4 separate regions of the Sus scrofa genome follow, and all the other regions are linked to region 4. The links are chromatin contacts, called in public Hi-C and targeted proximity ligation maps. All regions are on one chromosome and are shown on one strand. The core of a region is the stretch at or near the end of the contact, and the rest is flanking DNA. Distances in the headings are between cores, read along the strand shown. Region 1 holds the start of RMDN2 (regulator of microtubule dynamics protein 2). Region 2 has its middle 80 kb from the start of RMDN2. Region 3 has its middle 49 kb from the start of QPCT. Region 4 holds the start of CDC42EP3 (cdc42 effector protein 3).

What was found. Hi-C and Micro-C count contacts between places; a contact is called where the count stands out from the background.
Region 1: a targeted proximity ligation map of skeletal muscle shows a contact between it and region 4. A contact is called at or near these places in 2 of 2 datasets of targeted methods (alveolar macrophages and skeletal muscle).
Region 2: a targeted proximity ligation map of skeletal muscle shows a contact between it and region 4. A contact is called at or near these places in 1 of 5 promoter capture datasets (fetal skeletal muscle), 6 of 47 Hi-C or Micro-C datasets (embryonic fibroblasts, fetal heart ventricle, heart right ventricle and 2 more) and 2 of 2 datasets of targeted methods (alveolar macrophages and skeletal muscle).
Region 3: a contact with region 4 is called in a Hi-C map of fetal skeletal muscle, with 2.2 times the contacts expected there. A contact is called at or near these places in 2 of 5 promoter capture datasets (fetal skeletal muscle and skeletal muscle), 8 of 47 Hi-C or Micro-C datasets (embryonic fibroblasts, fetal heart ventricle, fetal skeletal muscle and 3 more) and 2 of 2 datasets of targeted methods (alveolar macrophages and skeletal muscle).

The regions. Positions count from the first base shown.
Region 1 is chr3:102,302,228-102,310,074 of Sscrofa11.1, reverse strand. RMDN2 (regulator of microtubule dynamics protein 2) reads left to right here and starts at 2,720. Exons shown (of 13, transcript XM_021087623.1): 1 at 2,720-3,446; 2 at 7,686-7,795.
Region 2 is chr3:102,383,413-102,391,092 of Sscrofa11.1, reverse strand. No RefSeq gene overlaps it. Among named protein-coding and RNA genes, the nearest start is that of RMDN2, 80 kb to the right of the region's middle.
Region 3 is chr3:102,769,876-102,777,495 of Sscrofa11.1, reverse strand. No RefSeq gene overlaps it. Among named protein-coding and RNA genes, the nearest start is that of QPCT, 49 kb to the left of the region's middle.
Region 4 is chr3:102,533,548-102,540,340 of Sscrofa11.1, reverse strand. It overlaps CDC42EP3 (cdc42 effector protein 3), which reads right to left and starts at 1,476. Exons shown (of 3, transcript XR_002342770.1): 1 at 818-1,476.

The DNA of each region.
Region 1 (7,847 bases), core at 1,471-3,970, 230 kb after region 4:
TTTTTTTTTTTTTTTTTTTTTGGCTTTTGTCTTTTGTTGTTGTTGTTGTTGCTATTTCTTGGGCCGCTCCCGCGGCATATGGAGATTCCCAGGCTAGGGGTTGAAGCGGAGCTGTAGCCACCAGCCTACGCCAGAGCCACAGCAACGCGGGATCCGAGCCGCATCTGCAACCTACACCACAGCTCACGGCAACACCGGATCCTTAACCCACTGAGCAAGGGCAGGGACCGAACCCGCAACCTCATGGTTCCTAGTCGGATTCGTTAACCACTGCGCCACGACGGGAACTCCAGAACAGTGTCTCTTGAGAAGTGTGTGACATGCTTAGGAAAGGTGCCTTGAAGAATCCCCTTCCAGTGTTCCAGCACAGGTGGCAAAGCTTCACCTGTAAGGTAATTTCCCTCACTAGACTGTTGGGAAGATGGTAAGATAATTCACATAAAGAACATAGCAGAACTGAGTATAACAGTCAATCTGTCTTTTCACTGTGGCTATCATTACATTGGCTCTCCCACCATTTGGGGAATTTGGCACTTCAGTTATGCCTGAATGGCTTCTTCTTCCACCAACTTTGTCATTCAATTTCTTCCAGTAAATAAAACCACTTTGATAAAACCCAAGAAATAAAACAAACAAAAACCTCCCACGTACCCTTGGCATACACATCTCATGTTCCTACCATATAAAGGACTACAAATTTCTTAATATTTTTCTCTTGAGTGTACATAGTACTTTCAAAGAAATTTTTTCAGATATTGACTCAATAGAGAATATGTGCCCTGTGCCAGGCACTGGGGATACAGAGATAAACACATCCTTGCCTTGAAGAGGTTCAGTCTCAAGGACACAGCATCACTGACCAAGTGGTAATACCACAATATACATGAGAGAGGAGCACAGCAGGGAGGGGTTTTGTACTCATTTAAAATAACTCCTTATCCTTCCACAGAGTTTGTTGGGATGTGGAGAAATATTTCTTTGGGGGAGGAGGATAATGTGTGGAGTAGCTTCTCGAAGGAAGCAGATTAAACAGGATGAATTGGTTTTTGACAAGTGGCAAAGAGCAGGGTATTCCAGACAGACAGCAGCCTAAAAAGGACACAAAGACTGGGAAAGTGTGTGATTTATGGAAAGGTGAGAAGGCAGTTTGCCTATAGCTGAAGTGTGAGCTTGATGTCTGGTGGAAATGGTAGAGAAAAGCTAGAAAAGTAGGTGGGAACAATTGTGCATGGCCTGTACGCCATAGCTGCCAGCGGATTGTACTGCTGGGCTACTTGCGATGAATACAAGCGTCCTCGTTTGGGCTGCTTTAACAAACTACCACTGACTGGGTGGCTTAAATAGCAAACATTTATTACCTATGGTTCTAGAGGTGGGAAATCAGAAATCATGGTGCCAGTAGGGTTACGTTCTGGTGAGAGTCCTGTTCCAGGTTGCAGATAGCTGGCTTCTCATTGTATCCTCACATGGCAGAAAGAGAGAGAGCTCTGATCTCTTATTCTTTTTATAGGGGCACCAATCCCTTTCTAGAGAGTCCCACACTCATGACCTAATTACTTCCCAAAGGCCCCACTTCCCAATACCATCACATTGGGCATTAGGGCTTAGAGAATTTTGGAAGAACACATTCAGTCCATGACAAACAGCATCTTTGAGATTCCTAGTGATTTTTTTTTCCCCCCTCAGACATTCCTTATAGATTACATTTCTAGTAGAGGTGGATGGAGCCATATCTTCCTTTTTATGTTACTGTACAATAGGGTCTGGCAAAAATAGCTCCTCTCTTGACTTTTAAGCTTTAACTTTACCAAAGATCAATGGCTGATAAAGAAACAGAATCAAAGGGAACAAGTCTTACACAGGCATACAGAAACAGTCCAGCTATTTTATCCTGCTTCCTGAATTTGAAGAACAAGTCCATAGCAGCTGACATTTTTTTTTTTTTTTTCTTTTGGAGCAGAGGGTTGGTAAGGCCCTGTTCTCGGCTCACACTCCACGTTTTTATTACAGACCTCTTCTGTGCGGTGCTGGGAATGCAGCAGTAAACAACTCAGTGCACTCCTGGAAAAGCTTAAATCTGAGGGTGCTTCAAGCTTCTTTTAAGTGTCATTGAAGAGACAGTCATTTCTTTTGAAAACAAATCTCCTTATAAGAGAAATTTATCACCCTGCTAGACAGGTTTACATTATATTGTATTCTGGTTAAACAAAGCAAATATTAGCATTGTATTGTAATATCTTTGTAAACCATAACAGATTGAAGTATTTCTTAGAAAGAAGTGATTTATGGTTTCAAATCTTAGAGGCTAAGTAATTAATCTGCTGTTTTCTAAAATACAACTTAGTTTTAATAAAATGACTTGACTAGGCTTACTTGTTCTGCAATGCACCTTGCTTAAAGCTCAAAAAATATTTTATAATCTTAAAGTCCTATAGAACCTCTATTAGTAAACAGTTGTGTATGGATTGTGAAATTAGCCTTCCGATTTTTTATAGACGTTTTTTGTTCGTTTTTGTTTTTGTTTTGATAAATCGGAGTGCACCCGTTTTTAATTCTATTCAGCGCAATGGTGGGGAATTTAATACTCAAGACTTAAGTTTTCTACAAGCCTGAATTTAAAGCTCAAGGTGAGGACAATACAGAAAGGAATGAGTGTGCAGTTTTGAAGAGTTTATTTGGCAGATTTTTATTTTCATTATACAAACCACAGAAAGTGAAGCTGGGTAAAATCTCAAACTTTAAAAGCCTCTGAGAAGATAGTGGTTTTTGCCTAAAGGCAACTCAGAAGGGGGGAGGGGGCAGGGACCAGGAGGCTGGTGATTTAAATCATTGAAAGATAAAGTGAAATCAGGAAAACCTGATTAATTCGTGCAAGATCTCCGCGTTTGATTGTCATGCGGAGAGTTCAAGGTTGTGCTTAGAAAGGGGAACTAAAGAAGGGTGATACTAGGGCAGAGGATGTGTTTGGGGAGGGAAAGAACCCGAGTGAGGGTGGGTTTGGGGAGCCGGTGATGGGAGAAAGCGCGCTGGAGGCAAAAAGCGCGCCACGAGCCTCCCGCCGGGCCGGGCCGGGCGCGGTGGCCCTAAGCCAGGGCGCAGTGCTCGGGGCTGGGAGACGAGCTGTGAGAGAGGCGGCACCCAGCGGCAAAGTCCGGTGCGAGCCCAGGGGCCAGGTGGAGCGCACTGGTCTCCGTCCGTAAAAGGTGCGCAGGCCACCCGCCCGAGAGCTGATCGCCCCGAGGGAAAGAGGCGGGAGCCACAGTGCGAGCGGGCGAGAACTCCTCCCCCGGCGCCTCCGCTATCTGGGTCAGGACACCGCCGGACCTTGGGGCCCACAGGCTCCGGGGCTACTGTCGGCCCGCCGCTCCCCTCTCGACAGCTCCTCCTCAAGTTGCAGGTCTCCGACTGCAGAAAGGCCCTCGCAGGGAGCACAAGTGCGCCCACAGGTAGGCAGCGGGCGGGTCGGCGGGTTCGGGCGTACGCGGCCGGGGGGTCGAGAGCTGAGGGGGCATTTCCGGCGGCGGCCACCGCACTTCCGGGTCGTGTGTGCGTCCTTCTCGCCGCCGCATCCCTTGCGAGGCATCCTCCTGCTTCTGGGCGCTGCAGATGGTTGTCTTGGCAGCTACCTCGGCGCAGCGCTTGCCCAGCCAGCGCCTGCCCAGCCAGCGCCTCGCAAGCTTCAACCGCTGAGGTCGTCAGTACTTCCGCGCGGGCGCCCGTCGTGGGTTGCGTGGGGACCCGGCAGAGTGCTGCCTCGGCCTGGCAGGTCCCTGAAAACCACGATGAGTTTCTTCGGGAGACACTTAGTAGCCTCTCACCTGGGTCTTTCTTAACCCTTCAGCCTTCTGCAAACGGTTTTGTTTTGTTTTGCTCAATCTGGGATTCTCTACCTATTTTACACAAAATGAAGGCCAGGTTTTCAGTGCGGCAAACATTTGCAAATAAGCCAAACATGAGGGAGCCCTAGATGAAAAAAAAGGTTTTAAGATAGGAAAAATAATGAAAACCAAGTGAAATGTGAGTATTAGAATTTACTTCGAAAGTATCAAGTTATCCAGGTCGCTGTGAGAATCTAATGCCCAGTTCAAGGGCTCAGAGCAATTCCCTTGGGAAACTAAAAACTTAGGGTTGTTTGTAACCTGTACTGTGCCTTTACCTGTCTTGCGAAATTTTTCATCTCCCGAGTTTATCAGAGTTCTATATTTTATGTATTTCCCGCTACGAATCTGCTGATGAATTAAGTGAATATAGATGCTAGATATTGCTGAAAGCATTGTAAATAACTTGGTAAAGCATAATTTCCATATCTCAAGATTAACGTTAATTAAAACTAGAACATGAACATTAAATGTTTTCTGAAGTTAATTTTTGACAGTTTCTACAAAGGAATTGTAGAGATTTCTGTAGAGTCAACTTTTTGATGATTTGCTATTTCAGCAGAATTTTTGATTCTCATCTCTGCAAATAACCTTTAATTATCTATTACACATTAAATTTAGATGCCAGTAATTTGTAATAAAATCTGTTCTTTTACATTGTCATTATTAGCACCTTGCAAATTGAAACAGGGACACTTTACCTGATTATCTAGTCACTATATTTTTAAATTACTGTGTTTTTATAAACACAGTAAAGTGCAAGTGTATCCTGCTAATATGGTAATTCTATTAAAGTTACGTAAATAATGTAATATATAGTATAACCTTTGAAATAATACTGTAGGCAAGCAAGCGTTCTCATTTATTACTCTTCTGTATTACTATTTTTATATGAATGACTTTTTTCAAATTAGTGACTTACGGAGTTCCCATCATGGCTCAGTGGTTAATGAATCCGACTAGGAACCATGAGGTTGAGGGTTCGATCCCTGGCCTTGCTCAGTGGGTTAAGGATCCGGCGCTGCCATGAGCTGTGGTGTAGGTTGCAGATGAGGCTCGGAGTCCGTGTTGCTTTGGCTCTGGTGTAGGCCGGCAGCTTCAGCTCTGATTGAACCCCTATCCTGGGAACCTCCATATGCCTCGGGAGCAGCCCAAGAAATGGCAAAAAGACAAAAAAAAAATTACTGGCTCATAAGCACATCCATTTTATATACATGTAAAACTCAAACATAGCTTGAGCTATTATTCTCTAATTGTGGATATTTAAAGCCAATAACTGTTCCATTGATTCTAATTTTTTCCTCAGTTGATTTTTTTTAGTTCTGAAATCGTGTTTCAGTTCTGAACACCTCTGCCCAGTCAGCATTCTCCTTCATGTCCTTGTTGTTGCTCTCTAAATCAGCAGTACATCCAAGAATTATCAAGGGTAACAGTTCTCATTACTAGTTGGTGACCCCTAGGTGACACAGTTGACAACTATGTGCCTTAGTTTACTTATCTGCAAAATAGAGATAATAATAGGACCTGCCTCAAAGAGATAATTTGGGATTGGTTTAATTCCTAAAGAATAGGTCAAACAAAAGTTGATAGTCTTTCTCACCTGTTTAAACCTGTACCGTGTCAGGAATAAGATCTTCCTAGGTAGATTTTAACTTCCATTTATTTATTTAATACATGAAAAAAAAATCAAACTAGGGTGTGTTCTCTAACGTAAAGTTTAATGTAAAGAGGGCCCAGCAGGAATGAGCCAAGAAACCAATCAGAATAGGAACATTTCTTTTAATTGACCTTGTCAAGTTCAGCATATGAACATCCTGCATTAATTTTTATATTGACAAAAAAGAGCCAAGGAGTTCCCATTGTGGCTCAGCAGGTTAAGCCCCAGCTAGTATCCATGAGGATTCAGGTTCAATCCCTGGCCTCACTCAGTGGGTTAAGCATTGCCGTGAGTTGTGGTGTTGGTCGCAGACAGGGTTTGGATCCCAAGTTGCTGTGGCTGTGGTGTAGGCTGGAAGCTGCAGCTGTGATTTGACTCCTAGCCTGGGAACTACCATATGCTGCAGGTGTGGCCCTTAAAAAAAAAAAAAAAAAGAGCCAAGATGGTCAAGCTTGATGCATGATTATTAGATATGATGCAAATGTTAAATCATGAGCGGTTAGTGACTTTTCTTACACCTGTGGCCTTTTGATAATACTCTTTCAAGATAATTCAGTTTTCCAATATAATTTTTTATGGAAATAAAATTGAACAGCTAATAATAATTCCCTCCAACTTAAGCCAAAGTTACAAATTGATCCGAATCTACTGTTGACATGCCTCCTGGATAGGATGGGAGTGGACAGATGGTTAGAGTTCACATTTATACTAATTAGGTAAAAATACTCATGTCTCTTGGATATAATGTTCACCAACGCCTAAGGTAATTTCTATAAGATTATTATTATTATTATTATTTCTGTTAGGGCTGCATGTGTGACATATAGAAGTTTCTAGGCTAAGGGTTAAATCAGAGCTGCAGCTGCTGGCCTACACCACAGCCACAGCAACGCAGGATTGAAGCTGCATCTGCAAACTGCATCTCAGCTTGAGGCAACTCCAGATCTTAACCCAGTGAGCAAGGCCTGGAATCGAACCCACATCCTTGTGGATGCTAGTCGGATTCTTAACCTATTGAGCCACAACAGGAACTCCTGGAAGATTATTATTTTAAAATCATTAGTTCTACTTCTTTTATACTTAGACCTATAATGAAACAGAGCATCCAGATAAGATACTCCCTGTGTTCAATGCATATAGTCTATCATATTACTGAGAAATCTAGAGATATTCATTTAGGCAGACATCCTGGAAATAGACTCTTCTTATTCTTTCTCTTCCATAGGGTATCATTTGAAATATCATGCTTATTTGATCATTTAGAGTACAGGAAACAATAATACTTTGAGTATGTGAAAATATAGGAAGGCATATTTAAACATATATAGCTGAATTTAGAATTTGCGTTTTTACAATACTCATTCCCCCATTCTCCCTCTCAGATATTTATTTTGTTCCCATTTCACTTAGAATAATGAAGCAATCAAAGAGAACTTTCATAAGGTCCCACCATAACATCTGCCCACCTTCCTGAAGCTGCTCACATAATCTGCCTTTTCTTTCATTGCTATGAATGAATAGATTGTGGTTCCATCAAAGGTCAACCTCTGTACTTGCCCACTGGAGACCATCCATCCCCTTTGCCTTCTCATGTTTATTGCAGCAATTCTCCAATCCTTATTTTTATTTATTTAATCTTTAAAAAAATAAATCCATTGGCAAACAAAAATAATGTTACTTATCCATCTTTTTCACCATTTTGCTGTATAGTAATGACATTTCTTCTACTTTTCTGTTTGCCAATTTGTTTTTTTTCCAACTCTTTTCTGACTTTTGGACTAATTAAATATCTTCAATATTCCATTTTTATTTCCCCTATTGGCTGGTTATTTATACCGTTTGGAGTATTTTTGTTGTTACTGTTTTTGTTTTTTGAGTGGTTGCCCTTGGGTTTCCGACTAAGGGTCTTTAAACTTATAACACTGCTTTATAACCTAGGACTCTTAGAACAGTATCTTCTCTTTGTCCCTTTCTATCCTTTGGGCTCTTGTCCTGCTTTCTTGCTTCCACTTATGATCGAAACCCCATGGTATGTTATTGTCATTTTTGCAATAATCAAATATTTTATGAATAAATCATAAAATGAGAAAAATCACTTTTATATTTAGTCACATATTTGCCACTACTGGTAATCTTTATCCTTTGTATAGATCCAGGTTTCTATCTGTTATTTTCCTTCTGCCTGAAGAAGCTGTGTTAGCATTTCTTCTAGTGAATGGCTGCTGATAATGGATTCTCCCAATTTTCCCGTTTAAAACAGGTATTTTACCCTCATTTTTGAAAAATATTTTACTAAGTATAAGAAATGCAAG
Region 2 (7,680 bases), core at 4,098-6,597, 150 kb after region 4:
ACACTTACAATTTAGTTCACTTCTGAGATTTCTCCCGAATACACGTGTGCCATGAGTTTTTCTCTTAGCTCTTCATCTCATTTGCAAAGTCTCTTTCCCTTCTTCATCTCTTCTTAATCCATTTGTGAACCTGAGTGGTGCCAGTAATTCATGACTCCAAATCATGAATGCTGCTAGAGACACACCTGTGTCAAGGAACGATGTAGCTGTGGAAGTAAAGTTTAATGTATAACTGGAACTATCAACTTCTGAAGTTCTGGAACCATCCATTGAGCCCCTTCAGAATCTTCCTTTACAGATAACCTAGGATCGCATTACAGAATCTCCAGTTTGGAAAAGATCGTAGGTAGTCTGACCTGTTTATGGGCACTCTGTGTCATTCACATAAACACTTAAAAACAAAACCAAACTATTATTGAGCCCCAGCACTGGGGGGGGGTGTCAGCCAATGGGAATTTAGGACAAATAAGACCTCAACACTGTCCTCAAGAAGCTTAGTAATATAGAGGTTCTAGGAAGCACACTGGGGAGGGACCTGCAAGATGCTGTGGCCCAGACTAGACCTTATGGGGAAGGAGGTCAGGGGTATCTTTGTAGAACAGGAGATTCTTGGGCTGTTTCTAGAGGGAAGAGGAAGATTTTCTTGGTTGTAAGTAACAGAAATACCATTTTAGGTGAAACGTGGGGTGTAGGGGAAAGATACACATTACCTTGGGAAGGGCAGGAATGCAGCGGGGTGCTGTGGCTTCAGAACATGCTCACCTGGGTGTTTTCTGCACATCGATTTCACTCTGTCCTACTGCAGACTGACAGGGAGCTTGGCTGCCGAAGTTTCCCCATCTTAAATGGCACAGCTATACCTCCAGAGATGGACTGATCCTATTTCCTCAGATCCAGTTTACAACATCCTGGAGACTGAGGCAGGGTCCACCACAGAGATGGTCAGCCAGAGCCAGGATAGTTGCCACATTACACAGACATAGCCATTGGAGAACAAACCATGCCTTGGCTCATTCTCAGAACAGGGGTCACTGTGGGGATCGAAGAGCCGTTCCACTTGGGGTCTTGCAGAGACTGTCGCTCCAGAGCACCAGTCTCACCCTAAATAGTTTACCAGTAGCAGGGTAGAAGCTGCCCTGAAAGACCCTTGAAAACCTAGCTTCCATCTCAGTGCTATTCTATGTGTACACCCTTTGCACACTACTTCTTCCTACGTACATGCTCAATACGCATTAACTGTTAGGCAAATACAAGGGTAGATCATGACAGCAGAAAGACCTAGTCATTTGATAATGATGATGATGGTGGTAGCGGTGCAATTACCGGTTGAATACACTGCATGCTTCTAAATGTATTATCCGATTTGATTCTCATCACTTTTCTGTTGGGGCTAAGTGAAAGTAATAAGTGATGAACACCATAAAGCGCATGCTGTGTGCCAAATACTGTCCTAAGAACATTACACGTATGAATTCACTTAATCCGTACAACTGCTACTATAGTAATCCTGCTTTTATTGATGAATAAACTGAGGCAAAAATAAATCAAATAATATATCTAAGGTCCTAATAATATATCTATCCTTGTAAGGATAGAACTGGAATTTGAAACCTGGCAGACTAGTTCCTGAGTTCATGCTCATAACTTCTATCTGGTTGATTGTTATCATTATTTTCATTTTATAATGGAGAGTTTGACCAAAGCAAAACCATAGTAAACAGTCATACAGTAATAATAAAAGTAACAGTAGCCAATGTTTATGTCTCACCTACTATACATTAGGTGCTATAATAGGCAGGAATATTCTGATTTCCCCAGTTATCCTGAAAGGGAATTATTATTGCCTTTAGAAAACATGGTCAGAGATATAAAGTCCAGGAGTGAAGTTCACTTACTCACTCACCCATTCCCAGTTTGTGTTCTGGAGGCCCTGCAGAGTCAGGAAGTTGCTGGAAGAGCTAAACATTGGCCCACTCCATAATAGAACCAGATTCTGGTTTGGATGATGCTAAGACTAAGCCCTACTGCTGGCAGTGATAACATTTTCTCTGGTCCCTCATGTCTTTGCCAATGGTCTACTTACTAGAACATTCAAACACCCCTTGAGGGACCTCCAACAGAGCTGGCTCTGTCACCAGATCCCGTGTGCACTAAAGTCAGCTGCTATGCCTGGCTAAGCCTCATTTTCCCCATCAATAAAAATGGGAACATTGGTCAAAATGATTTGTAGAGCCCCCTGAGCTCTAAAACTTTCTGGGTGTTCATTGACATAGGGTTTGGATCAATGACTCCTTCTTAGTGAACAACTGAGAATTGTGCCTCCTTGGGTGCTATGATCTTCATGTTTGTATCTTCTCTAAATTCATATGTTGAAATCCTACCCCCCAAAGGAGGAGAGATCTTTGAGAGGTAATTAGGTCATGAAGGGAGAGCCTTCATGATTGGGATTAGTGTCCTTATAAACGAGACCCAGAGAGTGAGTTCCACCCTTGTGCCATATGAGGTCATGACAAAAAAGACAGCTGGACTCTGCTGGATATCAAATCTGCCAGAGCCTTGATCTTGGAATTACCAGACTCCTGAATTCTGTTGTTTAAAAGCCACACAGTTTGAAGTATTTGTTATAGCAGCCCGACACCAGTCACAGCAAAATAGAACCATGATCCTGAGAGTAGGAAGGGAGATTTGAGTCTAGGAAGTGCAGCCTGCTAGGCATCCCCCACCTCCGCCAGCCCACTAACAAGCCCCCTCTGTACAGACCCACCATGGTTCCCATCTCTGGGCAGGTAGGAACAGCCCCTTGCCCCTGGTGGGGAGGCCCTCCTACTTAGGTGGATAGGATAGGGAGTCTGACCCGGCTGATTCAAAAAGGGCCATTATTGTTACCAAAAACAGGAGGCCTGCGATCAAACAATAAAGACACATGCTATAACCTTTTTCCCATGAAAATAAAGCATCCTTGCCCGAAACCAATCCGAGGATCCAAATGTGCCCCCTTATGCACAGATAGCACAGTGGGGTTGGGACAGGAAATTGATGAGCAAGGGGCAAGAAAATAGGGGTCCCCAAACAGGTCCGCCATATAGGAATATAAGGAGAGACCCAGTTGTAGCCAGAGCCAGTCCCTACCCAGGGTGGTCCCTTCTCTCTGAGGGTGTAAATAAAACTTCCTGTACACTGCTACTTGACTCTTGATTGTGGCCTCCGAGGCAACCATCAGGAGCGGTTTTCGCTTGGGGCGACGGACTGGAATGGCTCATTAAAAGAACCCAGGTCATTTGTCCTAAGGTGAGTTTCTTCTAGGCATATGATATCACTTATAACTGGAATCTAATATCCAGCACAAATGAACATCTCCTCAGAAAAGAAAATCATGGACTTGGAGAAGAGACTTGTGGCTGCCTGATGGGAGGGGAAGGGAGTGGGAGGGATCGGGAGCTTGGGCTTATCAGACACAACTTAGAATAGATTTACAAGGAGATCCTGCTGAATAGCATTGAGAACTATGTCTAGATACTCATGTTGCAACAGAAGAAAGGGTGGGGGAAAAAATGTAAATGTAATGTATACATGTAAGGATAACCTGACCCCCTTGCTGTACAGTGGGAAAATAAAAAAAAAAATAAAAAAAATAAAAAAATAAAAAAAAAAAAGAACCCAGGTCAGAACTGTTACACTGAGGTGTTGGTTTGAGGGAAAGTTCCCTTCGACCCAAATCGCTCCAGTCCTGAGCTGATTGCTTCTGCATGGAGAGACCTCCTGCCTCCATCCATGTGCGGCAAGGCCATTGGGTCTATCCCGGGCACTGCTGCAGCACCTCCTGGCCGGAACGACTTCCCACCAGACCACCTGCCTCCATCCTTGTGCGACAGAGCCTGCTGCCTCTATCCTGGCGCTGATACCGAGCTTCTTGGCCTGCCTGAAATCCTTGTTTTGTGTAGGCAAGGACTGCGGGAGATAGCACAGGGCAGATGAACCTTACAGAAACCACCCAGATGGGCGGCTTACAGCTCATGGAGGGCAAGAGGCTGGGGGGAACTTAAACGTCGTATGTTATGCGTGTGTTCTCAAGTCTCAGCACAGAAACATCTTCAAAAGCTTCACTTTTCTGAAACCAGTCAGATTTAGAGGCATTTAAAGAGAGGCTCTTGCAGAGAGTCCTGCTCCTGCTTCATATTCTTTAGCTGTTTAGGAAGCTGTGCTGAGACCCTGAGATGAGACAAAGTAGTTTTTTCCAGAATGTTCCTGTTTCTCAGATTGTGACTCTTTTGACCAGCATATACTGGATAGGAAATCTCAGTTCAGTTGTATTTGCCGGTTGTTATGACAGACAAAAATCACTCGTGTGAGCACACCAGGCACAGACACTGTTCTGAACCACTCACCTATGTGAAGGCATTTTATCCTCACAGCAACCCTATGAAGAAGGTTTTCCTTTGAGGGATCTGATTTATGGAGATTACATAGCTTGCCCAGCTGGTAAGTCATGTATTTGTTTCCTAAGGCTCCTGTAACAAATTACCACAAACTGGGTGGCTTGAGATGACAGAAATTTATTCTCTCATAGTTCTGGGGTTCAGAAGTTCCACATCAAGATGCCAGCAGGACCACACTCCCTCCAAAGCCTCTTAGGAAGAATATTTCCAGCTTCAGGTAGCTGCAGGTGTTCCTTGGTCAGCATCACTCCAGCCTTTGCCTCCATCTTCACATGGCCTCCTCTTCTTCTGCATCTGTGTCTGCTCTTATAAGACACTTGTCGCTGGCTACAAGACCCACCCTGGTAATTCAGGATGAGCTCATCTCAGACATTCTCAGTGTATTTACATCTGCAAAGGCCCTTTTTCCAAATAAGGCTGCATTCACAGGTTCCCAGGGTGAGGAGGTGCTCATATCTGGGGGAAGGGCACCCTTTAACCCACTAAACAGCTGGAGTTCAGTCAGGTAGTGAAGCTTTAGAGCACAGCCTCCTAACCCTTATGCTACCCTCTTTCACACGCTGACTTTTCATAGGTGTCAAGAAGACACTGGCTAAGTTAACCTGGGCTTTTCAGAGATCATCACAGCACTGAAGAGTGCATTTTTTTGTCTTAAGTAGCCTGTCCACATTCTGGAGGGGCAGCCGGTAAAGTACACGCTATCCCCTCTGATGGAGGAGGAGGAAAAACAGGATATTGGGTTCCTTTTAAAAGAGGACTGAACGTAGCTCTGTAAATGTTAAAAGCTTATATATTTTCAAAAAAATTCAAACACAAGCATAAAACCTCATTGCCTCAAAACCACAGCTGACGAAACCACCATTGACAAAGAATTACTCCACAGGCAGTGAAAATCTGACAAAACACAGCGATAGTCCAAAATACGGTGTTAGGTCATTACCCAGACACCAGCAGAGTGGAGTCTTCTACCATAGTTCCTTTGTGCTGAGAGAAAACATATTTTGAAATGAAGCCTGCAGCTTAAGTGCAGAAAACTTAAAGCTGTAGACAATCAATATTGTCATTTAAAGGGTGAACTTTATTTCTTCTGAGGTAAAGTGATGAGCCCAGGCAAAGCACTCACTCTACCAGATATGATTTGAAACAGCTGAAAAATAAACTTCTGACAATAAGATTTTAGGACAGAAACACTGCCAGAGCTCTAAGTGCCTTTGAGAATCATAAAAAGAAAGTAAACAATGCCAAAGGCCAGACGAACAAAAGGAAAATTCTTACTTCGTTTGTTCTCGTCAAATACCGTAGAAAAATAATCTGTGCTTAGCCAGTTCTTCTGGAGTCCAAATTCCTGCCCTGTGCTCATCATTCTGTTTAAGCTCTGTGCTTTCAGGCTGTCATTAAATGCCTTACATTTGTGGATGGGGCCAAGATAGTTTTCAATCTGAAGCCATTGAGAGCCTCAAGGCAGATTCTGAAGGTCTTTACCACCTGAGCCTGGCCATCTGGGCTCTTCTTTCACAGCTGTGACATTGTCTTGGTGTCTGACCCCTATGGGAGAGCTGAGTCCATTAGCAGAATCCTTATGCCTTCGGCAACTTCAATTAGCCAAGAGCATGCCAGGAGGTCAAGGTGCTGGTGATAGAAAAAAAACAGATCATAAGAAAACCCTCTGGTTTAAGCTTTGTGAACAAGAGGCTTATTTTGTCAGACCCCCAGAGCTGCCTTATGAACAAGCCAGAAGCTAACTGGGCAGTGAAGGAATGGGGAATGGGTGAGTGACAAACTGGGTTGTTGCTTCTTAACAGAGACTTGACTATATTAACAAGCATGGTGTGGTTAACTGACTAGTCCCAGAATTTTACCAGCTACCCCGGAGCTTGCTGATGAACACTGTCCCAGGGACCTGTGTTAGGATGAGTTCCTTCTGATAGCTTACTCCTTTGGATGGAGTCCAAGAGGGCCACGCGCCCTGTGGAATTCCACACCGTAACCGGGCATGCTTCAGAGAGATTCCAGAGCAGTGATGATTTTACTTATTTAGGCTGAAGGTTATCTGCTCGTCCTCCTCCAGATCCCTTTAAGCCAAGGGAAGGGCACCTCGTTAGTGTCAGATGTCGAGGGTCTGGTTCCCTTTACCCAAATGAGCTTTTCATGTCATACATACTCCTGAAGATCTGAGAAGACTTTTCTTTTGGGATTTGGCTAGGAAAGAAGGCATCATAGGAAAGAAGGCATCATAACCTGACATGGCAGTGGGGGGCTCTGAAGCCTGGGGTTACTGCTCATCTTGGTGCTATTCATGGAGGCTCTCGGGGGAAATGTCCTAAAATCTCTTTATAGTTCTTGCAATTAATCTTAGAGTTCTGGTTGCCAGTTTTGGGTAGAAACATATGAACTAACAGCAGTTTGATAATTTTTATGTCAAGAAAAAGCTAATGCATTATCATGAGGATTGTAATGCAATGATGAGATAGTGTGGGTAGGGAGCAAATTTGGAGTATTTTCTTATTTCTTTTGTTCTGTGCAGAACCAGCTAGGGAAAAGTGACATTTTAAAGGGAAATGATGAAATTTATTTAAGTCAATACATAACAGCTCGCTTTCCCTCATCTGAGTTCTGAACTGTTTGAGAAATGGACAAGAAATTAGGCAGAGAGTGGTTAAAGTATTACCTTGGTTAATGAAAACAGCTAAGATATATGGCCTGACTAGCTCTGTGCCCTGAATTAGGAAGCATTTCCACTTGCTGTGGACATTGTTTTTTTTTTTTTTTTTTTTTTTGCTATTTCTTGGGCCACTTCCGCGGCATATGGAGGTTCCCAGGCTAGGGGTCCAATCGGAGCTGTAGCCACCAGCCTACGCCAGAGCCACAGCAACGCTGGATCTGAGCCGTGTCTGCAACCTACACCACAGCTCACGGCAACGCTGGATCGTTAACCCACTGAGCAAGGGCAGGGACCGAACCGGCAACCTCATGGTTCCTAGTCGGATTCGTTAACCACTGCGCCACGACGGGAACTCCTGCTGTGGACATTCTTAGAAAATTTGTCATCCCCCTGACAGGCCCTGTAGGACAAAACAGAGCAGGGCAGAAGGTGAGTCTTCCAAGGGAAGCTGGCTTCCAATGGGACGGGAGGGAGGAAGGACCTGGACTGCCTCTGTGGTTCTCTTCCCTTAGTCACCACCAGGAACTCGTGCCCCTTCCTTGGGGCACTGCTGGTAAGACAAGAAGTAAGGGGACATCTCTG
Region 3 (7,620 bases), core at 1,741-4,240, 240 kb before region 4:
CGACCTACACCACAGCTCATGGCAACGCTGGATCCTTAACCCACTGAGTGAGGCCAGGGATTGAACCCGAAACCTCATGGTTCCTAGTTGGATTTGTTTCCAAATACAGCCTTTATTAATAGTAGAGATGCTAATATGCTCTCTATCTGCTTTACTCCTTTGCCTCTCTCCATAAATTTAAAACTGTGGCAGAGAAGAGAATATGATTTATTGGGTCCTCTCAAACTCCAATAATTTTTTTTCATAAGTATATTACCCAACAATATAGTAACATTAGGTAAGAAAAAACCCCTTTTTATTATTTGGTTGCTATTAGGACATTTAAAATGCAAAGTACTGCCTTTGGAATGGATAAGCAATGAGATCCTGCTGTATAGCACTGGGAACTGTATAGTCACTTATGATGGAGCATGATAATGTGAGAAAAAGGAACGTATATTGTGACTGGGTCACCTTGCTGTATAGCAGTAAACTGACAGAACACTGTAAACCAGCTATAATAGAAAAAATAAAAATCATCATTAAAAAAAAAATAAAATGACTTCCTCCCATCTCCCCCATTTCTCAGCTCCAGGTTCAAATCACTAAACAGAGAGAAAATCTTTAGCACCCCAAGTCAATGGCTCATTCCTGTCTAGTAGCATCCTTGCAATAAAATAAAAAAGATCAAAAGTAAAATCAACTTGTAAGGTATTATCAGCAACAACAAGGTCAGTCTCGAACTCAAACAGAGGAGTTCAAGGATGCCTCTTTTGGCAAAAGAGGAGAGATTCTGGATGCTCCTCAAACGCTTCTTCTGGCAGATGTTTCCTTATCTGAGGCTGATAAGGAAAAAAGCAAAAATGGAGTAACCATTTGTGTAATGATTTTTTTGCTCAATCTGATTTGCCAAGTAGGAAAGAAGATGTACTGGAGTAAGAAGGACTGTTGAAAATGCAATCTGATGTCTTTTCTATGACAAATGGAATGAAGAGGTCTTTCTTTTCAAGGGTTAATATAGGAGTGCTGAGGCCAAATGCCCTAGCCTAAAATCCAGTCTCTGGGACTTACTTGCTGTACAACCCTGGAGTTACTTGTTGGGATAGTTAATATTTTTTTGTAGATGAGGACACCAACCTTGAGAAGTTGAGTGGGATAATGTCTGTAAGGTACTTATCAAGCACTCCATAAACTGGAGCTGCAATAAAGACTTATCACTCTAGAATGTAACCTCTCATCAAGTAAGTGCGTTACTAATGGGCTTACTGGTATCTGGGAAAGATCAAAGAGACATTTACATCAAGTTTTGTGTGGCATATTACAAATCATATGCACTCACTGTTTGTGTAGTACGAAATTAAAATAAAAAGATGACTCTCAACATTCTTGACTCACCCCCTTCCTCTCAATTTGGTCTAAAACCAGAGCCTTAACCCTTATTTTTCCTCCCAATGTATGGTTATGTTACTATAATTTCTATTTGTGCATATGTACATCATTCTGAAAATTAAGTTTTGATCTTCAACACATCATTGGCTACAAATATTATCTTTTGGTGAAATTGCTGTTTTGACTGTCTCTATACTTTGCTACCTGCTAACCTGTGCTATGACAGTGGGAAGGGTTTTTTATAAGTGAAAGAAGAGTAATAGAGTCTGAAAAGTATTCCCAATTGCCAATTTCTATGATACCCCTCAAATATCTATAAGCACTCTTAGAGTAGCTCAGGATTTTACTGTTTACATATGTCACATGGACTATTATGTAAGCAAGTAGTGTCCAAAGCATGGCTCTCAAGATGTCCTCTATGTAAACAAAAGAACTGTTGTTTATGTTTAGTTTTCAATTTCATCCATTAAAAATTCTAAATTCAGTATATTTTGAAGTATAGTATGCATGTATATATTTTAATATGCAGATACTACAGTATCTACATACTATTTTTTAAACTGATGGGAGAGTAATTTAAAAAACTTGGAGACCACTGGTATAGATTATATTTGCGGATTTAACAATTTTAAACTCTAGCATATTAATAAAGGTAAAACTCATCTTTAGTAATCAGGTTATCAAAAGTTTACATATCATTTACATCTAGTAATAGCTGAACTTCCACTACTCAAATTAAAAAAAAAATTTGTACGTGTGTGTGTAAAATCATGTGCAGAACATGTCCAAATCGTTTGGAGGAATAAACTGAACAAAACGTAAGTAGAAATGAGATAAGATGAAATCTCTTTAGAGATTTTAGTTAGCAAAATTTCTAAGGAGAAATACAACTTTTGGTTTGTTGAAACTTATTCCCTAAAATGAAATATCCCAGGGTGGAGTGAAATGGCTCACATAGAACTTTCAAATGTCTCATCCTAATTTTACAACAGACTTTCATGTAAAAGTCTATTTTGGTTTTCAGTATGCAAAAGAGGGATTCTCTCTTTTAAGCTTTTAAGTGAGGGAAGGGAGGCCCCAAGGGAAACTGGAGGTGATTTCTTGTGGAGAGAAAAGGTAACTCCACAGAATTAGGAGAAAGAAGCCAACCATAAAAGGAAAAAAAACCTCAAGTTCAACCCTTCTTGTGAAATTTTAAAAGGCCCTGAAGTATGAGAGAGCATTCAAGATTGTCTGAAGTATGGGAGAGAACTCGAGATAGCTGCTATGTAAGTTTCCTAGGGTTTCTGTACAAAGCATCATAAGCTGAGGGCTTAAAATAATGGAAATCTATTCTCTCAAAGTTCTGGAGTTTGGAAATCTGAAATCAAGGTGTTGGTAGAACTACACTCCCTCCTAACTCTCCAGGGAGAGATCCTTCATGGCTCCTTGAAACTTCTGGTAGCCCCGGGTATTCCTTGACTTTATGACAGCAACACTTCAACCTCCCCTCCTCGCCATCTTTACTCCATTTCTCAGATCAAATTTCACTCTTCATGTAAAGATATCAGTCATATTGGATTAGGGGCCCAGTCTACTCCTGTGAGTGACCTCATAACTAATTATAACCTACAGTGACCCTATTTCCAAAAAAAGTCATCCTGAGGTATTGGGTGTCAGGACTTCAATACATCTTTTGAGGAGGCGGGGGCCAAATCCAACTCGCAACAGCTGTTGAGTGTCCTAAAGTTTCTTGGGAGGAGATGAAAAGGGATCATGCAGTGATTCTGGATTTCCAGGCTGTGGGTAGGAGGTGGACTATAAAGCATGAAAATGGAGTGGGGATGCCTATCTATAGACATTCTAAGTCAGGACATGAACTTGAAGACTTAGAAAAATACTGTGAGGAGCTAGGGAAGAGAGAATTTGCCCATTTTCAATACTAACTATCAGGTTAATATCAAACTGGATATTTATTTAATTTTCTATTACTCAATGAATTTATTACATTTATAGTTGTACAATGATCATCACAATCCAATTTTATAGGATTTCAAATTGGATATTTTGTTAATCAATCTTTTTTTGTCTTTTTGTTTTTTCTAGGGCTGAACCTGAGGCATATGGAGGTTCCCAGGCTAGGGGCCTAATCAGAGCTGTAGCTGCGGTCCTACACCAGAGCCACAGCAATACGGGATCCGAGCCTTGTCTGGAACCTACGCCACAGCTCACAGCAATGCCAGATCCTTAACCCACTGAGTGAGGCCAGTGATCAAACCCGAAACCTCATGGTTCCTAGTCGGATTCGTTAACCACTGCGCCATGACGGGAACTCCATTTCTTTTTTATTTTTTAAATTTTTATTATTATTATTTTTTGAATCTTTTAAATACCACATCTGGGAATAGCTATTTAAATACATTTCACTCTAAGTAGTGAGAAAGAGTCAGCACAGGAAAACTTTTTAAGAAATTGGTGGTAATTGGAGTTCCTGTTGTGGCTCAGCAGGTTAAGAACTTGACTAGTATCTGTGAGTATATGGGTTCAAACCCTGATCTTGCTTAGAGGGTTAAGGATTCAGAGTTGCTGCAAGGTGCAGGGTAGGCTGCAGATGTGGCTTGAATCTGGTGGTGCTGTGGCATAGGCCAGCAGCTGCAGTTCCAATTTGACCCCTAGCCTGGGAATTTCCATATGCTGCAGGTGCAGCTGTAAAAAGAAAACAGACAAAAAAAGAAATTGATGGTAAAGGGAAGGCTTTAGTAGCTTGATGGGAGAACAAAATTATTTTATTTTTGAATATTATTAATATTTTAACCTTAATTTTTAAATGATGTGATTTGAATGTATTTATTTCCAATGGGAGAACTTGAGGGCCTGCTTTGAGCAGGAGAGTCTGGGATCAGGCACATCCATCCTGGGTTAACACTGGAAGGGAGCTAAGTGTACCTATTTGGGAAATTATTTTACTCTAGGCTTGACCTTTCTCAGAGTGTTCTCCAGGCCCTGAGTCAGGGTAGCTGGGATGAGTGCCCTAATTCATGGATGCTTTCTTTGCTTGGAACCCATCCCGGCCATCTGTATTGCTCCTGACGGGGACCATGGCACTTGGACATGCTCACATATACTACCACCAGAGGCAGATAACGTGGAAGAGGCCAGGGCCCTCTTGATTTCCTTCCTGTTTTTCTATCCTTCAGTGGCCTACTGACCTAGTTTCTAATGGGAATAAAGACCCACTGGCTTGATTTAAGAATATTTTTACAGTATAATTTCATTTAAGAGCCTTATGCTTTTGAATTAATACAATTTATTTTAAAATTAGTCTTTCTTCCTTCTACCAACTCTGGGTTTTTTTTTTTTCCTTCTTTTTCTAGTTTTTTGAGATGTAAAGTTAGGATGTCTATTGGAGATCTTTCTTTTTTTCTTGATGTAGGCATTTATTGTGATAAATTTGCTTCTCATAACTGCTTTTGCTGCATCCTCTAAGTTACAGTATTTTGTGTTTCTGCTTTCATTTGTTTTGTTTTTGTTCTTTTTTGGCTGAGCCTGAGGCATGTGGAAGTTCTTGGGCCAGGGACTGAAGCCAACCAAGCCTCAGCAGTGACCTGAGCTGCTAAAATGAACAAGGCAAGATCCTTAACCTGCTGCACCACAGGGAACTCCTCCATTTTCATTTAAATCAAGATTTTTTTGATTTCCCTGTTGATTTCTTCTTTGATCCATTGATTATTTGGGAGCATATAAATATTGCCAAATATTTGTGAATTTTCCAGTTTTTTTTCTTAGAATTGACTTTTATTTTCTTACCATTTCTAGTTTCTGGACTTCTCTCAGAGGGAATTGCTCCATGTGTAGCTGAAGATTTGATCGTGTTCATGGGAAGAGGGAATTTCAGGAGCTTACTGTGTTGCCATCCTGGTTCCTATTAAATTCTAATATATCTTATTATTTTTATTATAAGAGTAGTACATTGCGATTAGAGAAATTTTTGAAGATTAAAAAATAGAGAAAAAATTACTCCAAGTATTCCCATCCATAAAAATGACAGTTAATAGGTTGGTGTATTTCTTGCCAGACTCCTTTCTTTGCATTGTTAATATAGTTGTGATGATACTGCATACACGAAATTTTTTCCTGCCGTAAACTCTGTTATAGCATAAACAATTTCCATTTTATAGCAAGTTCTTTAGAAACACTGTAGTGGCTGAATAATACTCCATCATGTGAGTGTGTGATAGCTCTTATAACCACCCACCTGCTTTTTGCCATCAACTAAAATTGTGAACACATCCTTCTGCAGCATAGGTGGGATGGTTGGAGAACTTGATGCTAAGTTCTGTATTGAGAGACAATGTCCTCCAAGGGCTACACCAACTCTGGGGTGGAGCCCATGTGTAAAGGCCAGTTCCTTAGTTCTTTTATAATTAATGTCACAAGGCTCTGATCCTGCCTGGGAAGGGATCTGGGGATGGATTAGAGTGGGGTATAGCAAAAGAGAAATAGAGACTGTTTACTAGTCAACAACATTTTCTTATAGTTTTGCTTGGAGTCATACAAAAGACACTGTATCTTGTGGCTCTTGTACTCAGAAGGCTGGAAATGAGATTTCATTGGCCCTCAATTTCCTTGATGCCTCTTTACAGAGAGGCTAAACTTACTATCTGTACCTTTAGCAGTCAAGTGTCTGGGACTGGTGAAAGAAATTGAAGAAGACCCCAATCAATGGGAAGATACTCCATGTTCATAGGATTAGGAGCATTATCTTGTTAAAATGTTCATACTATCCAAAACCAACTATAGATTCCGTGGAATTGTTACCAAAATTCCAACTGCATTTTTAATAGAAATAGAAAAAAAAATACTGAAATTCATAATAAACCACAAAAGACCTTGAGTAGCCAAAGCAATCTTGAGAAAGAAGAACGAAGCTGGAGGCATTATAATTCCGGATTTTAAACTATACTATAAAGCTATGATAATCAGAACAGAATTGGACTGGCACAAAAACAGACTTGTAGACTAATGGAACACAATTGAGACTTTAGAAATAAACCCATACATATACAGCTAACAAATATTTGACTAGGGAGTTAAGAATACTCAGTGGAGAAAGAATAGTCTCTTCAATAAATGATGTTGGGAAAACTGGATATTCTCATGCAAAAGAATGAAATTGTACCCCTATGATACATCATACACAAATTTCAACTCAAAATGAATTAAATACTACAACGTAAGACTTGAGACCAGCAAACTCCTAGAGAAAAACATAGAGAATATGCTCCTTGACATTGCAGGATTATTCACAGTAGCCAAGTTGGACACAATCCAAGTGTTCAACAATGGATGATACAAAGAGGAGATGTCTCATTCGTGCGTGCATGTGCACACACACACACACATTATTCGGCCATAAAAAAGGAAATCCTGCTATTTGTGACAACATGGATGGACCTTGAGAGCATTATGCTAAGTAAAATAAGTTAGAGAGACAGGAGTTCCCATTGTGGGGCAGCGGAAATGAATTCGACTAGGAACCATGAGGTTGCAGGTTCGATCCCTGGCCTCGCTCAGTGGGTTAAGGATCCAGCATTGCTGTGGGCTGTGGTCTGGGTCGTGGATGCGGCTGGGATCTGGCGTTGCCGTGGCTCTGGCATGGGCTGGTGGCTATAGCTCGGGCTGGACCCCTAGCCTGGGAACCTCCATGTGCCGGGGGTGCAACCCTAAAAAGGACAGAAGACAAAAAAAAAAAAGTTAGACAAATACTGTTAAGATCTCACTTATTTGTAGAATCTAAAAATAATGGACTCATAGAAACAGAGACTAGAAGAGTAGTTGCCAAGGGCTGAGGAGTGGGGAAAATGGGGAGATGGTGATCATAATGTATGAACTTTTAATTATAAGATGAAAAGGTCTGGGGATTCAATGTACAACATGGTGACTGGTTAACAATACTGCACACCTGAAAAACAATACTGCACACCTGAAAGTTACTGTGAGAGTAGAGCTTTAATATTCTCACCATAATAACAACATCAACACAACAAAATGGTAATTGTGTGAGGTGAAGTATGTATTAAGTAACCTTACTGTGGTAAACATTTCACAATATATATGTGTGTCAAATCATTACACTGGTACACCTTAAACTTACACAAGACATCAATTATATCTCAATAAAGCAAGTAAAAAAGATCCCCACCCATCCAACTGAACTAAAACCTAGTGAAGTATCTCAGTGTGTTGTGCAGACTACCCTAGACATTTGAATCA
Region 4 (6,793 bases), core at 227-2,726:
ACAGCCTGGCTCTCGGTAACGTAACATTCAAGTGCATATTTATTTTTAAACTGACCTCTCCTAGACTGTACAGTATAAAGGAGGTCCTGCCAAAAAATATGCTACTTTCTATTTATAAGATGAAACACATGCCTCCCGAAGTCGAGAGGGGGATGGACTATAATAATTCACAATGAAAAAATTACTGGCCTCATCCATTCGTCCTCACACGTCTAATACTTGTCTGTATCAAGGCAGTTTCAAGGAAAAAGGGAAAAACAAAACAAAAGGCAAACCTTGAAAACAATCCAGCTGTTCAGAAACCACCGTTAAAAAAAAAAAAAAAAAAAGCAACTGCCAGATCTGCAGGTTGGAGCCCCTGCCACAATGCCCCCCATCAAGAGAAGAGACACACGCCCAGCGGGTACTGCCATCCCAGTTCTGCGCGGTGCACCCTTGTGTGGCCCTGGTGCCAGTCCACGATGGGAGGGGAGCGGCAGCCATGTGCGGCTTGTTCTCAGATGGAAAAATGCAATAAGCGCCCAGAATGGCTGTCAATGGCTCAGAGGGGGCAGTGTAGCCGCGCAGCCCCACCCTGAAAAGTGGTGGGCACAAACGGTGGCGCTCTGCGTCTTGGTCGTGCCGCCCGCACCCCTCTCAGTTTGCTTTATACAGCCTTTGGTCCTCAGGACACCAGCTGGAAGGTGATGCCCTCGGTATAACCGTTCCCCGTGCGTTTCCAAGCCTAGACCCCGCGCACGCCGGAAGCGGCCACGGCCGCGGGTCGGACGAACTCACAGACGCGCAGAAAAGGAGCTGTGGGCAGACGGCAACTCACCAGCGGCGCCAAGGATCCCAGCCGCTGGCCCCGGGGCCAGGCGCCCGGCACCGACACTTTCCGAGGGCGCACGCAGTCCCTGCCCGCCACGCGCAGATCCAGCCGGGTCGGCGGGCGCGGCGCCAGTTCACAGCATTATCCGCTCTGAGATTGCGTGAAGGCGCCCAAGGCCGGGGACTCCCGGCTTGCCCCCAGCTCGGGCCCCTCCGCTGCGCAACCCGCCGTTAGCAGCCACCGTGGAGAGAGAGGGAAGGTGCGAGCTATACTGAAAGCACTGCAGCCGGACGCCAGGGCTGAACCTGCGAAGGGCGGGGCGGGCCGGGGCGGGGCCGGCGGCGCAGGGGGCGGGCCGGGGCGGGGCGCAGGCCGTGGGTCGCTGGCCGCACCACCCTGCCTTAGTACCTGAGCTCCGGCCCCGGGCGGGTAGACCCCGGTCGCCAGCTGCCGGGCTTGAAAGCCCCTGGCGGACAATGGGCGCTTATTGTTACCGCCCCAGCGCCACCTCCAGGGGTGGGGCTTTTCTCCGAGAAGATGTGTTCCGCTCCCTTGGCACAAAGGAAGGTCGCAGGGACGCCCAGTTCAAAGAGGCACTGGCTGCTGGGTGCCAGAGGACAAAGGGACTCTGCCTGCACCCCGGACACCTGTACTAAACCTCGTACACCCACCTCTCCTCCTCCCAACGAGTCGATCCAGCCCAGCAAGGCTCCGGCTTGGCGGGCGGCGGACTCTTGGGGAAGAGAGGCCACCTGACGGCGCCGCGCCGGCCGAGCCTTGGGTCCCCGGGCCAGTCTCAGCTCCAGTTTGCGGGGGGGGGGGCTTCTGTCAGTTTCCAGCCCAAACCCCTTGGAGATGTCGCCAAAACCCGGAGAGTGGATTTGGCGCACAAGAGACGCCCGGGGGTGCCGGCTGAGCAAGTGGGCACGCGAACAGCCGATGTTGCAGGTTTTTCCAGTCCACCGGGAGGCGTTTCCTCTCCTGCGGGGTGCCTCAAAGAGACTTGGCTAAAGCTGGAAGCGGGTGGCGGTTGCTCTAGACGAGCGCAAGTACCGCAGCTGCCGGCCCAGGAGCGTAAAATTCCGCCCTGGGCAGCACCTGCGCCCGCCGGTCATTCCAGCCACCGCCGCTGCGCGCCCCGCCTTGCTTCCCTCGAGGCCAAGCGTCGACCTGGTTAATTTTCTTAATCCGTCTCCGTCTCTTCGTCCTTGAGTTCTCGGCCTGGGGAATGAGTAGGCGACAGGAAAGGGCGGCGTTTTCCGGCGGTAAGGTCCCAGCCCGCACGTTCGGCCTGGGGGTGGGGGCTGGAACCTGCGAGAGTGAAGCACTCGCAGCCTGGCCCCAGCCCCGGGATTCTCAGGTTGAATGGAAATCCTGGCACAAAGAGCGATCCTCCAGGAGAACCTTGACTTTCCAGAGCGATATCAGCATCAGGTCGTCACCATAATGCCCCTGGGTTAATCTGAAACCTTAGAGGGTGCACATTAAGTCTTCGTTGTAACCCTCGGCTGATGTTAAGGTGAAGTGAAAAGGAAACGGACACAACCGTTCTGGAAAGCAACATACTTGGGTGGAGTGTTAAAAGAAAATAATAGTTGGCAGGTCAAATGGCCATGAAGTTGGAAGTCAAATACAAAACTCAGCTGAAGTGATGTTAGAAATCTGACAAGCAAAACAGTCGGTGAAGATAAGAGACCCAGCATTGTTTCCTTTCTTCAAATGACAACTACTCCGAAGTTTCCTTTGGCAGATACCTGAATTTTACTCCAGATTCCTGAGTGTTTTACCAGGGGTTCATATTTCAAAATATATGTTCCATTTGGCAGTAATGTATGTATTTTATGTATGAATTTATTGAAAAATATTAAATGTTACTGGCTTACTTAGATGAAAGTATTTTTATAAATATTTATGCATAGCTTTAATTGCACATGGTGTTTTTATAAGTACAAATAGTATGCATATATATTTATTAAATACCACATGAAAAATTCCTTTTGCACACAGACATTCTTTATGCATGTCTTTTGTGTGAAATTTTTTTTTCATTTGCTCTGTTGTTAGCTGCTGTTAGAGACTTTACTTCCATATAACTGAGTTACTTATTTTACAGCTTGTGCAAACATAAGAGGGGCAAGTTGTTTGAGGTAGCAATTTTATTCTCAAACTCCATTTTCACTTTTCTATACCATTCCTCAACTTCTAGAGACTTTCCCTCTCTGTCCTTTCTTTATGAGACTTCACTTCTGGGCTGTAAACAGTTTATCCAAAACCTACTCCTTCAGGGGCCTAGTGGTGCCGATTTGATTTATCCATGCCTGTTTGATGTTCATGTTATTTATTTGCACCGAACATCTTCTTGGTATGGAACATCTCCAGGGAGGGAGAGTGCCCCTATATAGTGGATTATCCTTCCAAACAAGGGTGTTTCCTGTACTATAATTGCTTTTAGTTTTGCTAGATTTTGATTTCACTGTGGAAGAGAGAGAAAAGTTTTGCTTTAGGAAGATTTTAGAGGTTCTGAGATTCTACTCTGGGTTACAGAAAAGTTTATCACCTTGAAAAGTCAGTAAAAACCTTAGGGGCCTAAGACGAAGAAAGTGTACCTAGAGAAGATATCTTAATTAGGTTCAATTAATGCACTCATATGTGTAGAGCAAGCATCTATCAGGCCTGATGGTGGGCTATTTTTCTATTAGTCCTGACTGTGAGAGAAGAGCCAAGAAGTGTCAGTAGAAACCTGCAATCTATTTAGGAGGTAGAGAGCAACAAGCCAGTGTATGCAAACAAGTGCAGACTAAAATATTCTAGCCTCTTGCCATTAAGTATCGTCCTGGAACCAGCAGCGCCAAGCCTCTCTCCAGAGCTACTGAGTTGGAATCTTCATTCCAATGAAATATAGATTGTTCTTGTGTACATTTGATGTGTGAGAAGCATTGGTCAAGAGGAGTGGTTTTCAGTCTTAAATAACAGACTCATTTAAAAATCTCATGGGCCTTATGAACATTCTTGTTATAAAAACACACAGAGAGAATTACACAAACTTTTTCACATTCAGCCTTTTTTTTTTTTTAATTTTTTTAGGGCCGCATTCATGGGATATGGAGGTTCCTAGGCTAGGGGTCTAATCAGAAGTACAGCTGCTGGCCTGGCACATAGTAGGTACTCAATAAATATATATTGAATAAGTGACCCCTTACTGCAACCAGTGATGAATGTGAAAGCTGTGTTCACAAACTCCATAGCTCTAGAAATAATAGTATATTAAACATTCCTGACATATACCACACATATGCCGAGACTGAATTTTCAACCACTTTTCTTTAGTCTAGCTGAATAAGAAATACTAAACACATGGAACATTTTAAGTCCTAAAAATCAAACATTTTAAAATAAGGCTTGCAAAAAATGCCTTTATAGTCCATGTATAATGCATAACTATTTTTCTTGTAGCAAAGCTGAAACACACTGGTGTGTACTCAGCTGGGGTTTTTCTCCAAAATGCCACATTCAGACTGAATTTGTATGTGTATGTTCTCGATTAGCCTCCTGAGTTAGATTTAGGGAAAAATGTAAGAGAAACTGGAAGATTAGTACATTTCGAACAAGTATGTCCTTATAGCTGGAGGATTCCCCTTCTTGCTACTCAGTTAGAATTGCACCAGTCCTGGAAATAAAGTTAACCTGTGCCAGTGAATTTGGTTGAACAGTTGCCAAAAGCTAAGGAGTTTTTTAACCAGTGATTTCCCTGTAAGTAAAGAATGTCAGGTCACATCTTGGTTAGAAATTTCAGTTTTGCCTAATCAAATGCAGCAGGAAATCATATATATGAGACGGTGTGAGCATGCAGACTGCAGGCCTACGGTGTAGTTCTGAGCAGGTTTGACAGTGAACCACCAATTCCTAGAACTCTTGGCATTTGAATTTGCTTTTTAACTCAGGTGGCACCAATTTTATTTGGGGCTAAGACCTTCAAATACAGATGTGCACTTGGTCCTGATTGTTGATGAAAACCAGTGACAAATAAATAGCATTACCTAACATTTAAATAACTTTTAGGCTTTAAAAAAAAAACAAAAACAAACCTTTGACACTCATCTCATTTCTTCATTTTAGGTTGTTTGTCCGTATTGGATAAGTAAAGCCCTTAGGATTGATCTACACTTTGTCTCTTTCTAGAAGGGATTCTAGCAACTTTTTTTTTTTTTTTTTTTTTTTTGTCTTTTCTAGGGCCGTACACACAGCATATGGAAGTTCCCAGGCTAGGGGTCTAATCAGAGCTGTAGTTGCCGGCCTGTGCCAGAGCCACAGCAACACGGGATCCAAGCTGAGACTGCAACCTACACCACAGTTCACGGCAACGCCGGATCCTTAACCTGCTGAGTGGGGCCAGGAATCGAACCTGCAATCTCATGGTTCCTAGTTGGATTCGTTAACCACTGAGCCACAACAGGAACTCCCGATTCTAGCAACTTAAAAGGCTTTTGTGTATAATGAGGAGTCATTCCTATTATGTTCTTTGTGATGTGCTCTTTCTCCAAATATCTGTATGTCTCCCTCCTTAGTTTCTTTCAAACCTTTGCTTAAATGTTAGCTCCCCAGAGGCTTTCCAACACTTCCTATATGTTGGCTTTCCATACCCACACATTCTGCATTCACAGATTCAACCAACCATGGCTTGAAATATATATATATATTTTAATTCCCAAAAGTTTCAGAAAGCAAAACTTGAATTTGCCAAGCACTGACAACTATTTACATAGATTTTACATTGTATTAGGTAGTATAAGTAATCCAGAGGTGATTTAAAATGTAGTAATGAATGCATATAGGTTATGTGCATATGCTATGCCATTTTATATAATGAACTTGAGCATCCTGGGATTTTGGTATCTGCAGGGAGTCCTGGCACCAGTTTCCCTCTGATACCTAAGGTTGACTATATAAAATATCACTCATGGCCCTTTTTTTCACCTCTACCCCTGTTTATTCTTCATAGCACTTACCATTCAACATACTGTATCTTTATTTATTATCTCCTCTGCCTCACATCACTAGATTATATGCTCCATGAGGGCAGGAACTTTGCTTTTTTTATTCATTGCTGCATCCGAATACCTTGATCAGTGTTTGGCACATAGTAGGGACTTAATAAATATTTGTTGAATGCGTAGAGGAACATGTTCTCAGTACTTAGTACAGATACCTGGCACATGATAAGTGTTTGTTGAATAAAACAGTACTGTAAGGAATGAATTAGAGAAGGGTGTGTGATTCATTCAAGGTCACACAAACAGTGATAATTTTTTTTTTGTATAGATTTCAATCTCTGCAAATTCTTTCTCTGACCCCTTTTCATTTGTATACCCAGTAGCAAATCCAGACTGTTCTATCATCAAAGTTTCTTTATTCATCCAATTTTGTACCTGCCAAAATGACAATAGAGCTATGACAATGATTATAAGAGGAGCAGGCGGTAAGATTATGTCTGTTAATGTTCTAGGCTAGTGAGAGACAAGATGAGAAAAGAGAGGGGAAGAGAGAGGTCTGCAATGATACCCCGTTTCTCCTCTTCTCTACATGCATTCATACACTTACGTGGAACAGCGGGTACCCATATGCCTCCCCACAACACATGTACCAAACATACTCCTCTCCTGCCGACTCCTACATGACGTCTTCACCGTCTCTGCCTTTCTTGTGTCCACCTTTCTTGTTTTACCCAGTGTCAGAAGTCCCTGTGTATAAAGGACCCCTGAGGGATTTATTGCAGGTCACTTAATTTGGACTCCTACACAGAAAATCAGAAAATGTGCGATGGGGGACACCCAGGGCTATTCTTACATTTACTTCACAGAGAACATTCCATAAGGATGTTTGAAAAGCACATCTGACGATAATCTTTTAGGGCTCTGAGGTCACTTAGGCTTAGGTTCAGTCTTGGGCTCACTTTACTATTTATGGCTCACTCTGCTGATGGAC